Linked DNA regions of Gossypium hirsutum: region 2 is linked to region 1. A link is a contact called in public Hi-C data. All regions are on one chromosome and are shown on one strand. The core of a region is the stretch at or near the end of the contact, and the rest is flanking DNA. Distances in the headings are between cores, read along the strand shown.

Region 1 (7,188 bases), core at 4,398-6,897:
AACAGAATAACAATATTTCAAAGTTGAATATTTAGCCTTATTGGTGTCATCTATTTATATGAAGAAGAAGTGAAACATTTGTTGAAATTATAGAAGTCTATTTCAATAGAAAAACTAAGTCCTAGTCTAAGTAGGATTAGAGGTTTGTCGTCTCATGTATCAATCATGAGAGGCTTTTGGGTCTCTTCCGTATCGGGTCCAATTATAAGTATTTTCTGGACTTTTAATTCAGTACTTTATAATTCAATTCAACCCAATACTTATTTTTATATTTCCCAAAATAAACATCTTAAATTAATTTAATTAAATACATAAACTTCTCAATTAAATAAATTTCTCAATCCAATTCTGATTCCGTTAAAATCATGACAATTTTATTGTAAAAGAATCTATAAGAAAATATATTTAATATTTCTACACTCTATGGATTCATAATTACCAATTATTTTAATTTCATTTTGAAATTCAATTATCTAATTAGATAATAATTCAAAAAAATTAAATTAAATCTTATGTCATTTTCATACTTAGTGAGAAACCACCTTCATTTCGAATGTAACTCTTTTCTCTGACTTTATAATTTCTATCCATTTTTAGTTTCAATGAGCTAACAAAAGGACTGAATAGACATGTAATTAGGGTTCAAATGATTTATAATTAAGTTCTAGGTTTTCACCTATTAATTATGAACTCATTTAGTCACGAAGTCTTTACACTATAATATCATGATTAAGCTCTTCCTAATTGTATATTATTACAAAAGCTACTCGATCAGTGCTGGTTCAATGACCTTGCCATTAATGTGTTACCTTCATAGGATATCCTTAATATCTTCGGGTAAATTTATTCTTCCAACATGATCCTATTTTATCTCATGGTAATCATTACATCTTCCTTCATGAAAAGTCAATTACTATCAAATAGTACTTAAGTCATTCATCATAAAGACAAACGACCTGTGGTCACGTTTACTTTTCATATATCATGTAATGCCAATGAGAGATATCACTTACCAATTATTTGGGCTATAAATTTTAATTATTGTGAATGATGCTACATACTATAGAAGTCGTATACCCAACTCATCAGCTTTCAGTTCCTTATCTATTTGAACTTAGATTTTTACTTACATCAAAGTATACGAGTCATGCATACATAGTTCATCATCCACTCAAGATTAAAGTATGTCACACTATGAACATTACAAGTGAGTAAATCCATCAACAAATCTAGGATCTATTCTACTTGGGCCTTGTCCAATGCATTGTCAGTTCAGTCGGTCACATCCATGTCTCTATCTTTCGGGAGTCATCAGCTTTGATACACAAGACAAAGCATTTCCCCGATTGGACTTGATATACGACATATTAGTCTTTCAAACCGGTTTGCTCATTTACGGTTAGACTAAGGATATGTTTAGGTTCATCTACTAATATAAGTTGTCTTTCTGCATTACAATTCGACCACATAATACTGCTTAGTATTAGTTAAACATTAGGCAACCAATGAGCTAATATTTACTTCCATTTTGCTTCACATGAAAAAACCATTTAGGACAATATATAAAGGGTATTAATGTAATTTACGGATAATTTTATTAAACCAATCTATTTGAAAAAAATACAAGTGTACATAAATGAAAATGCTACACTTAATGCACCAGATCCAACAGGAATAACATGGTCACTTGATTGGATTTTTTTCCCTTGAATGATAATCGGCGGGCTACACTTAATCCACAATGGGAAACTTCTTTTCGGTCATGAGTTGGTGAATAAGCATCATGGAGTGGATTGTCACTAAGCATTGGATAAGTTTTTCCAAATAACTCCAAAAGAGCTTTCGTCTTTTGCCTAGTGCCATAGGGATGAGCAAGGATATTGGTGGTTGATGATGAAGTTGAACGGACTGTAGGATTATCTTGAGCGAGCTTGTTGATGATGATATTCTTTGTGGTCATTACAACTTTGAACTTTGACTTTTTGGGAAATGAGATGAAAGGTAGAGATTGTCCCACCAAACGTGCCATAAATTTGTACATGCAAATTTCAGAACAACTATGGTGTTTATCAGAATTTCTTCTATTTCTTCGACTTCTTCAAAGAATTTTGCAAAGATTTTTTAGGCTTTTTGAGGTTGTTAATGCCTCTGTAAAATGGCTTGGGTAAACCCCTTTTTTATAGTACCAATTACTTGAACAAAAGAGAGTTCTTGTCAAATTTAATTGTTCCATTTGATTGTTTTACAAGAATTTAAACTCTTTTATTTATTATTTATCTCTTATTAATTCAATTATTTTGAGATAAAATAATAATTTGATATTATCACTTAATTAATTTATTTTTTAATTAGTGATAATATAAAAGTTCGATATTTATACCTTAATTTAAATTAATTAAAAAATAATTATGTCACATATGATGTTATCAGTTTTACTTTTGACCCACGGTAATTTTAGCTTGACACATGGCGCTTTGTAATTGATTCAAAAAAAAATTTATTTACAAAACTTCGATTGCTTGACAATATCGATTCCTTCATGGTTATTTCAAGATTATCCCAGGCTTCTTTTGTTGTAGTACACTTGAAAATCCTTTTGAATTCTTAATCATCAACTTCAGAATCCTTGGAATTTGCATTAACTAATTTCTCTTCCTTAATGATCCGATGAGTTCAGATATAGAAGTTTTAACTCCAGAAATATCAGGAAGTTCTCATCCATTGAGAACTGCACGCTGACTTTTCATCTATTGACTTTATAAAGGTTTCCATCCTAGCTTTCCAGCATGAGTAATTGGATCCATCTAACATGGGAGATCATGAAACTAAAGAGCCTTCTGTAGTGAGCAAAAATCAACTCCAAGATCACCACTTACACATCATGTGTCTTGCTTTAATATCAATTTGAAAATTATCACTTGCGAGTCGATATATGACCAGCCTTTTCATGTTAAATAGTTTGTTTTTGCAAGTTGTTATATATATTGGAATTAAATCTGTCAATATTACAGGTTTGAGTGATTTTTTTGAGATAATTTTAAATTAAAATTATTAATTTTTATGATTAGATTAAATTGTATTGAATTTAAATTAAAATTTATTGAAACAAATCTTGAAATTTAGGTTGCTATATTTGGAATCATTATACAAACAAATTAAAATAACAAATGCAAGCAACTTAATGGTTCTGTTAGAAATCTCTGGTATTAATTAATGCCTTGCAGAAGATTTGGAAGAATTAAATTTGAATAGGGATAAATAATAAAAACAAATATGTGATTAATTTTGACCTTTCTTTTATATATTTGGAGGATTACTACAATCCATGAAAAATTCAACATTAATTGCCCTCTGTTAAATCAATGTGATTAGTGATTTTTAACTACACTTTTACGTAATTCCTTGCATCCACTAATATCATTGCTACTTTTTCATCATTATGATCATCAAAGACAAGTACTGTTTAGTAGAGACAACAAAATTAGTGTCCATCTTCCACTAGAATCTCATATATCTTTTACAAGATCAGTCAGCATGCTTGAGATGAGCTCATCCCACTACAGATTCCAATCATACAAATCAGTCAATGTGCTTTGCCTGTGAGGCCAATTATTTGTCTTAAACAGGATCGAAACAGAGTATTAAATATTAATCAAGGCTCCCCAAAGCTTTCAAGCTTCATTTGTGGCGTAGAGTAACGGCCTGATAAAATAGTGGTCGCCACCACACGGTTCGAAGCTTCAGTGTAATGAACTCCATCCCAGACTATAGACCGTGACACATTGTTGCAGATGGTGGAACCAGGCTGGCCGCACGTTGCTTTTTGGCTGTAATTATTTGGAGGACCCCCATAGCCACAACAGGCCATGAATGGATCCTCGAAACCTACATACATCATTATTATTTAATATGAAATACCAAAAGAAAAAGATGAAAGCATATACAAAGAAAAAGATATGTACTTTACCATATTTTTTATACTTGGCGAAGAGTTTGTACTTTATGGAGTATACATCAACATACACAATGGTTGCATCTTTTAGAATAGTTCTCATTTCTTTACAGATATTACGTAATCCTCGATTGAATGCTTTCGCCAGATCGTTGTGGACGCGGAAGCATCCGATTCTGTCAAGATCGGTCTTGTTATGAGGATGTAATGCAAGCTCCTTCGGCGCACATCCTAACGGACCGGTGTTGTGTATCCAAAATTTTCTGCCACCATATGAGTATATGTTCTGTAGGTGCAAAACAAATTACAAAAATGATTTTGTTAGTAGGAAGAATCGAAACCATGAATCCGACACTAACCCGAATTAAGTTTAATGAAATGAGATGGACTCACTTGAATAGCTAATTTGATTTCTGCAAGAAAAGAAGGGATCTGTTTGGCTACTGGTTCATATGTCAAGTTTGATGCATACAATGCCATTAACAGATCATTTTGTCCAATGTCGATCATGTATACAGCGCTGCGGAACCCCTTTTCATCTATGAAACTTCCTGTACCTGAGTATATATATAAAGCAAAATGTGTTTTGAGGACGATTGATCTTTTGTCGCCAAACCAGGAATCCGACCACTAAGTATCTTTTAAAAGCAGTTTTCAAGCGCACGTTACCTGTTTTTTGGAGTTCAATTGATCTGTTTTTAAAGCGAATGAATTGGCGAACTTGAACATCAAGAACAAAGGGGACAAACTGCGGCAGGGTCATTGCACCAGATACAGCAAAGTTCACTCCACTAGGGAAGTTTGGAGCCAATGAGTCTAAATATGGGCTCAAATAACTCAAGTTCAAGTGTTCACCTACCAACATAGAGCCACAAACTTGGATTATCAAAAGGCTCAAATTAATGCATGCAACATATAGCTTATTGTCTCCTAACTTCCATCGCCTACCAAATCAATTTCTTTGAAGAAAATAAGGTATTAAGAATGGTTGAGGAGAAATTGGACTTACAGAAGAAGTCAATAATGAGACGTCCATCCCCTAATCGTCCAGTGCCTCTATGGAAAAAAGTGATGCCGTGAGGAAGGCCGATGGGAAGTCCGGTGCCGGCTAGTCCTCCGGTATCCGAATTTGAATCACCGAAATTGATAATAAGTGGTCTACCAAGGCTGCACTTTGAAACATCAATCATAGCAAGGAAAACCCAAATCCAAAGAAGCAATATCAAATCCTTAGAGAACCCTCCATTATCCATTTCTTAAGGGGGGTTTTTTGATTTTGAGAGCAGATGGTAGATTCACTATAAAAAGACTACATTTGGCAGGCATTGACTTCCTGTCTGGATTGTGTAAATCGATCCATGAGTTCAGAAAGTCAAATAAATTTGCAAATGGAAATTGTTTAATAAAGAAATGGTTTCTATCCAACGGTTCCCATGTGATTCACTTCACATGGAAAGAATTGAACAAACTCTTATGTATTTAGCCCACTCTCAACCTTAATGGACTCTGAAAACCTGTGAAGCAAAAACAGTTTATCAACACCATACATTCCCATACATAAGACAAAAGTGGTATCAATGCATCAAATGTTTTTGTAGCATGATTGAAAGGTTGAAGAAGGCAGCCATGCTTGTCAAGCGCGCTAGCATTTACATGATTTTGAGGCAATGCCCAGTATTGCAGCTTTCAACCGCAAAGTTTTCAACTTGAAGGTAACCAAATAGCACAATTTTCTTGGTCCTATTACTGTTAGGCATAGACAAAACCTGAATTTCCTCGAAAAACAAGGACTAAATCTTGGGCCGTCTAGTTTATTTGGTAGTCTAGATTTGGATATATCTAGCCATCCACTTGATTCAAAACATGGGTTCATCGTCAGCCCCAACACTCTCTCCTTTTGGGTTTTTTTTTCTTTCTTGATATAGGTTAGTAGCCCGTTTATATAAAACTCTATATGATGAAAAGTTAAGCGCGAGGTTCTGCCCAATGTTCTTGTTCTTCAAACACAAGACAAACATGGCTGCCATTGCAAAATTAAACTGCTTGCTATTCTTCTCATTTCTACAGTTGCAAAAGTAAACTCCTGATTATGTTCGTCGGTTCTATAGTGGCATCTGTCTCGGATGTTCAGAATTCTAATAGGAGAAAATTTGAACAAAAAAATATCATCGGAGAAGAGAAAAGAAGAAAAGAAAATCAAGAGAGATGAGAGATGAACAAAACAGATTCTGAAAATACATAACTGCCTTCCTCCCATGAATGGTGCTTAAGAGGAAGGGTAACAACTCCTGAAACAAATTGGCAAGTTGCTAACTAACAGTTGCCTCAAAACCCACCATTTCATTAAAGTTTCTTGAAGCAAAAGGTTGCATTTACAATACAACTAAACAAACAATAACAAAAATTCAAAACTGGCTTGACCGCTGGTATTTTCTTCCATAACAATTACTCCCCCCTTTAACCAGATCCTTGTAGCAGTATGGTTCCCTTTTATACCTCTCTATGACGCGAACCGGTACCTTGAGAAGGGCCCCATTAGTCCCTACGAACGGCAAACTAGGGTGACTGGGAGCCTTGCCAGTGTGCTTCTTAAGTTGGGACATATGAAATGTAGGATGAATTCGAGATCCCTCACTAAAGACAGTCTGTAAGCAACCTTTCCCACCTCAGCTTCCACATAATAGGGTGACAATTTTTTGTTCAATATCTTCCTCATAGTGTGTGTCGAAACCATTTTTATTTTGGAAAAAACAAAAAATTAGGTGTCAATAAAAATTAGGAGTCGCCACTAATCTTTTATTAAGGTGTGATTGGATCACTTAAAAAACGACTTTGGTCTACAAATTTCAGAAAAACAGATTCGGGAGTCAGTTACGTACGAGGAAGGATTAGTACCCTCGTAACGCTCAAAAATTGATACCAAATTGATTAATTAATGTCTTAAAGTCGAGAGTTAAAAAAATGTGATCCTTAATTAAATTAAATTATTTATTAAGACTCCTCATTTTGAAACAGAAAACATCACACCCAATACGTTAAGGCACGATATTTTATTTTTCAGGATGAGTTTGTCCAAAAGATTTGTGTGATAAAATTTAAAAGAATATCCAATTGTTTAAGATTTATGACGAAACCGCAACCCAATACGTTAGGGCACAATTTCTCAACATCCCAAACATTGAATATTTCCTTTATTAATATATATACATTTTTTAAAAAAATTCTTGTCTCGAGAA
Region 2 (6,813 bases), core at 3,796-6,295, 230 kb before region 1:
TGCATTTATCTTAGTGTTATTTAAGTCTACATATTTTTTAAAATTTATTTTCAATTTGTTGAGAAATATTTAAAAATTATATAAAAATAATATAAAAATTAATACGGGCGGGCCGGGTCAAGCCCGAGTTTTATCATTTTATCTGGGTTGGGCTTGGGCAAAATTTTAGGCCCATTTTTCGGGTCGGGCCTAGTAAATTGGCTTGAATTTTTAGTTGAATCCAGCCTGGCCCATGAGCACCTCTAGTAATAAAGGACTAAAATGAAAATATAACAAAATTAAAAGCCTAAATTATAAGGAAACATAACATAAAGGATTAAATTAAAATGGGATAGAAAAATAAAGGGACTGAAAAGGAAATTATCCCAATCATATTTAGACTTGTCATTCCCTTAGTGAGTCCATAGTGGGTCAAGGGACTAAATTGCATAAGAATAAAATAAAAGGGGTAAAAATAAAATAGAATAAAAAGATGCAGGACGAAATTAAAAACAAGCAAAAAAGTGGAAGGGCCAAAACAACAAATATCCCCTCCCTTCAAAAGCACGTGGATCTTGGGAGGGGTCGGATCATATATTCGGGTTGGCCCCAAAATAACACCGTTTTGGACATTTTAAGCTATGCCCCAAAACGACATAAAACGATGTCGCATAATGCCCTTATATAAGTAAACAAAAAAAAATCATTTTTCAACCTGTTTAAAAAAAAACTCTTATTTTGTTTTTTTCTCCCTGAAAGCTTCCCTTCCTTCCGGCCATAGGACTATCGCACGTCCCCCGCGACCACCGGTCATCGACAATGGCAACCGCCGCCTCCGATGGCCGAAAATTTCCAAAAGACCCTTTTTACCCCTTCTATCACGTGGAACACAGATTTGGGGTAAAAATCCCGAAAAACTTAGCCAAAGTTTGGCCGAAAGCAGAGAAACCTTTCAGTGTCTTCCCTTTTCCGACGAGGTCCTCGACAGAACCCTAAGGGATTTTTAGGCTTCTCGAGTTGGAGACAAGGACACTATGATAGCTTGAGTATTACAGGTAAAAAACTTGAATCTTTTGTTATTTATTTTTCTTTTTTATATTTTTTCAAAATTTAAAAAGGTAAATAAAATAAAAAATACCTTCTTTAAACTTGTTTTTTTCTTTTTGTATTCTTGGTTGAATTTTTTTTTGGTTACAATTCATTTTCAGCTTTTATAGTTGAAATCTATTACAAAATAATATTATATTTTTTCTTCTTTTCTTCTTTTCTCTGCTTCTTTGCCTCTGTTTCTCTGTTTTTGCAGGTCGTGGTGGCATTGATGAGTAGGTGTCAGGCCTCAGATGGCACGCCTGCTGACGTGGCGAGGGAGTGATGCTGAAGGGGACTTTGGGGTTTTTTCTTTTTTTTAGGTTTTGGACTTTTGGGTTGTTGGTTTATTGGGCTTAAGGGTTTAGGTTAATAAATTGAGTCCTGGGCTTGTAATTTGGACTGTTAATGAACTTTTATTTATTTTTTGTTTTAATTGTTCTTTCAGTTTGTTTTGTTTGGGTTTGGGCCGGATGAATTTGGCCTGTTATAAACATAATTGATTAATAATTAGTAAGAAATTCAAAAAGAAGACAATTAAAAAAATACAAATTACAAAAGAAAAATTCTTATTTTATATATTTTTAACTTTTTTTTTTCTATCTAAGTTTCCTACAAATAAGTGTCAATTATTTTAATCCATTCAAAATGATTTTATTATATCTCAAGATTTATGTGCTTGTAATTCTTTTACACAAAAAAATAATTCTTGTAAAAATGATAGCTTGATACACGTATTCCAACCGTGCCCTATTGGTTGTTTTTAATGTATTTTATCAGTGTTCCAGTTATGTGTTTGAAACACAAGTTATTAATTAAACTGTTTAACAAGTGATTCAATCAATTTCATCTTATTTTCGCAACCATCTTTACTATTTACAATTTTGAAGTTGATATAATCACATCAACAAATTAAATTAAAATTAAATATCAAACCAGATGATGAGTCTAGAATAAAGAAACGTGCAAAGATCACAACCTAGAAAGGGAATGAATATGAGGAATGAGATCCCCTTCTTCATATACCAAAAAAAAAAAGGGAAAGAAAGCATACATCCAAAACAAAATTTACCATAAACAAAACCAGTTGATTTGAAACAAAGAAATAAAACTAGTATGATCTAACAAAAGCATGAGGGAACAATCTTGGGAGGATCGAATTTTTTGCTTTTACAATAAGTGCATACATTCCATAGCAGGGGATATGAACCAGAGCCAGGGCAAAGTACCTATACAAATGGAAAGAATTTGGCATTCATCAGACTCTTGTATTAACATGCTTTTTTTTTTCTCACTCTAAACAGGGACGGAAAACAAATTGAACAGTGTTAGCTCGTCACATTACCATAAAGGAGCCCATGGCGTATTAAGCTCCAGGAAAGGATATGGCCACCTAGGAAAGTTGCAGCATATGTTAGTACTCAAACCCGAAACATGAAGAAACCGGTAAATCTTACCGACGACTAGAATCGAGAAAAGAACGATACGTACCATGTAAAACCGCAGGCATGAAGAACCCATTGGAAAACAACATACAGACAGCTCCATTGAACGAAATATGCAAGCCGGAACCAAGAAAATGGCTGACACAATAAAATATGAGATTCCATTAGTTCCATAACTTGTCAAGTGTGGAAGCAGTTTGGGGACGGTGCAAAACTTACAAGGCTATTAAGAAGGGTATCTAGGATAAGGAACACAGCATTCAAAGTGTGCATGCAGCCCATTAACTGTGAAGGAAGAAATAAACAGGAATTACTTACTAGAATTACAACATTATGTAACCATTATTGCTTAATACATTTCCATAAGAAGAGATGAAATAAATGAAGTTCAATCCCACCGTGTTAAGGCCAAGGTGCGAGTTTGATAAAAACGGGACGATGACGCACCAAAATACAATGTCCGTCAGGATGACAGCTCCGGCACAAGTCTGCAGATGAAGCAAAAGTGAGTAAATTAGCTGCCTACAGGGAAAGACAGACCTGATATTATAGGCCTTTAAGACTGACCTGATATATAGTTTGCATAAGATATCCCCAAAATCCTGCCCTTTGACTCTGCAACCTGATTTTATCCCTCACATTGTTTTCCTTATAAGTTACAGAGTTTTCAGTTCTACTCTCTTCCACATCACTTTTCAGAAACTCAGCCCTTGCACCATTTTCAGGCAGAGGAGTATTTAAGCACACCCAACACCCATAAGCAGAAATGACAGTCCCCAGCTACATATTGGGCATATTATATGTTAATTTTTAAGAAGGTCATATACATGAAAAGAAGATAATAGGAGAAACGGGGTTCAATTTTATTTTAATCTTTACATACCCCAAAATAGACCATAACCAATGCAAATGTCCACCTGCAGATTTGTTGCATCACCAGATTAGCTAAAGGCTGTGGAATTTTAGTATTTTACATTCTCAGAAAAAAAAGAAAGAAGGAAAAATAGTAAAAAACTTGTTGGTAAAAAATGTACAACTTAAGAATGAAGGAAAAGTCTTCAAAGCGTTAATGTAAAAAAATAAAAAGAAGAAGAAGAAGAAGAAGCAAATATGTGATCATTTAGTGTTCTTAGATTAAAGAATGGAAAAGCAAGAACAAGAAGGCAAGTTTGGAGATGATCTTACTGAGTGTAGAAATAGAAAGCAAAAGCTCCTCCCTCAGAGGCAATAACCTCACACAGTATCCGAGCCGTGCATATAAAAGCAAAAGCTCTATAACATAGAAGCCAACAGGGATTTAAGTTTCTCCACTGTGGCTTCCAAAAATGATTGAAAAATAACGGGTCTGTTTTAACTTTATTGATGCTATATGAAGCTAAGACAGATGGGGAAACGATGATTAATGCACACACTGGTACTTGCCACCTGAGCCAGTACCCCAAGCCTTCATCGTTCGAATCCGACATTTCGAATTAAGGAGAGGAAGATTTCGGACGGGTAAATAAGTTGGGAATATGAGAAAAATGATCGGGGTTTTCCCAGATCTGTCTCAGACAAGGAAGATTGTATGCTCTTTTGGTGATCAAAGACAACAATGATAGGTAGTTGTAAGTTACGGAAGTTGACTTGGTAACCTTAGAATTTTATAGGCCCAATTTGGTTGTTTCAGATTATCTGGCCCATGCAATTGGACTGTAAGAAACACACACTTATAAACATGGAGCCCGGAGGTATATACTTACTCGGTGTAGTAGACGAAGATGGAAGCATCCCAATCGACTATGTCCCACGACAAGAATCCGGCCAACGCTGCAAACGAAACAAAACGAGTCAACACTAGCCATCCAGGGTGCACCCCTTTCCAACAACTGGTCCATAGCTGGTTGGAGCCAACGTGAGCGGTGGGTGTGGCATGTACGAACCCATCGGCATCCTGTTGAGCCGCTAGCAGACTCTCGTATACGCTATCGTCCTCGCATCTAGATGCAGCTTCTTTTCTCCATAAAACCCATAAAGACCCAAGGAAGGCAGCCGCCACAATGCCGAAACAAATGCAATCGTACCAATAGACTACTAGCGCCATGGTCCAGACCCCAGGCAGAGGGTGTTTTGGACCAGTGTCTGCTGCAAAAGAAAAGACGAGGGATGTTAAAGCTTCGAGGAAGAAGGGTATGTAGTGACTTTCATCGGTGTCATTAAGATGTGGGAGAGTAGAAAATTTGTTTAGTGGTTTAGGCGGAGATTTAGCTGTCGGGTTTTGGTAGGAGAATGGTAGTTTTGACTGTCTGGTTTGAGTCTTGGAAACATGTTTACCACAAAAATGTTTTTAAAATATAATGGACAGTTGTTGAATTTGACAAGGGGGGAGTCTGCTTGCTGCAGATTAATATTTTAAGCAAGATTAGGTTGAAAGTTTGGAATAAATTACTTCAGCTGCTAACCTTGTAGCATGAATTAAAATGCCTTTATTTCTAGTCTCTAAGGTTCATTAGTTATGTTCAATATAAACTTAATGCACAAGCAATTCCATTTACTAAAAAGCAATGAACTCTGATTATTAGACTACCCCTTGATTTGCGAGTTTAACCATAATCAAATGAAAATATAAATATATATAAGTTGATAATCGATTGAGTTGCCTGATTTTCTTTTAGAAAAAGTATTTGATGCATTTCGCAAACTAGTAGGTTTAGATTGAGTTTATTTTCAATTCAAACTTTTTTTTTTTGCATTTGGATCCATTCGGATTCAGATTGTTTTGGGTTCGAATTTTTTTTGATTCGGGTTCTTTCGAACTCAAATTTTTTCGTATTCAAACTCAGATCAAGTTGGACGGTTTTGATGGATTCAAATAATTTTAAATTTTATAAGTTATAAATATTTTAATTTCAAATGTAACAATTCATTTTACTATTATACGATGACAATGTAATTCAAATTTACCTTATAAAAACATAAATTATATATATTTAATAAAATTATTTTGTATAAAATAATTAAAGTACTTATCGTGTGTAAAATTGATTATTCTATGATATTATATGAATTAATGAAAATATATTTTATTGTTCATGATTATATTATATTGACAATTGAGTACTTTTTTTTATCTTTCTTATTAAATTTACGTAATACTCATATTCTAAAATATTTATTTCAAAACAAAATTATAGTATAGTAAGTCCAAACCCAAATAATATATTCATTATTGCCAAAACTCAAAAAAAAAAAATTGTAGCCCAAATCTCAAGTCCAAAATACCCAAATACAATTTGTAAAAGTTAATGTCTAATTCAAAATCTAATTTAATAAAAATAATATTTATTAATATATTAAACTTTTAATAATATTTTATGTATTGCTAGTTGTAGTTATAAACATGTATTTTAATATACTAAATTACATAGAACTATTGATGTTATATATTTTATTATAATCTATAATATGATAATAGTTATAAATATATATTAATACTTATAAAATATATTATTTCATTATAAAACTATATCACATACTATAATAGTAGAGTAGTACATAATATATTAATTATTATCATATATTATTGTTGTTTATTATATTGGTTAGAATATGCTCTAAGTCCCTATACTTTTCCTACATTTGAAAGTTAGCTCTCTTACTATATTATATATGTTATATCATATCATATAGTGTATAATATATTAATAGTTTATATATATGCATAAATGATTAACCATTACAATATCATGTAACACTATATTTTTTATTATAATCTATATTATAATAATAGTTATATATAATAGTAGTACATTATATATTACTTATTGTTTATTATTATTCTTGTTGAAATATGCTCTAAGTCTCTATACTTTTCATACATTTGAAAGTTAGCTTTCCTAGTATATTATATAAAGCTATATCATATCATATCATATATTTATAGTTTATATATATGCATCGATGACTAAACATTACAATATCATTTTATTATTTTATGTATTAATATTAGTCACATGTATTAATATTTTTAGTAATAGTTATGTATATTATTATTTTATGCATTAGTAATATACAAATTTAATATATCAGGTTAGGTAATCGGTTTTGGTAATAGTTATATACTATATTATTATATTATCATTAAACTTTAAATTTATAGATTTTAATAATTAATAAATATATATATAATTACAATATTAAAATTTTATATTAAATTAATGTCACTTTATAATTTAATATAAAAATATTATTAATTACTTTTTCTATTAATAATTTTTAATACAAGTATGCAATGCTTATGAATACATTTTTTAAAAAAAAATAA

What was found. Hi-C and Micro-C count contacts between places; a contact is called where the count stands out from the background.
Region 2: a contact with region 1 is called in a Hi-C map of leaf, with 2.6 times the contacts expected there. The contact joins the promoter of LOC107910605 here to the promoter of LOC107910625 in region 1. A contact is called at or near these places in 6 of 34 Hi-C or Micro-C datasets (anther, hypocotyl and leaf).

Annotation. Positions count from the first base shown.
Region 1 is chrD08:47,276,030-47,283,217 of Gossypium_hirsutum_v2.1, reverse strand. LOC107910625 (GDSL esterase/lipase At3g62280) reads right to left here and starts at 5,647. Exons shown (of 5, transcript XM_016838537.2): 1 at 4,962-5,647; 2 at 4,622-4,807; 3 at 4,346-4,509; 4 at 3,968-4,238; 5 at 3,408-3,885. The coding sequence starts at 5,205. The coding sequence ends at 3,653.
Region 2 is chrD08:47,509,247-47,516,059 of Gossypium_hirsutum_v2.1, reverse strand. It overlaps LOC107910605, which reads right to left and starts at 5,045. Exons shown (of 8, transcript XM_016838511.2): 1 at 4,253-5,045; 2 at 3,394-3,427; 3 at 3,078-3,290; 4 at 2,909-2,998; 5 at 2,730-2,795; 6 at 2,557-2,648; 7 at 2,411-2,458; 8 at 2,117-2,294. The coding sequence starts at 4,593. The coding sequence ends at 2,177.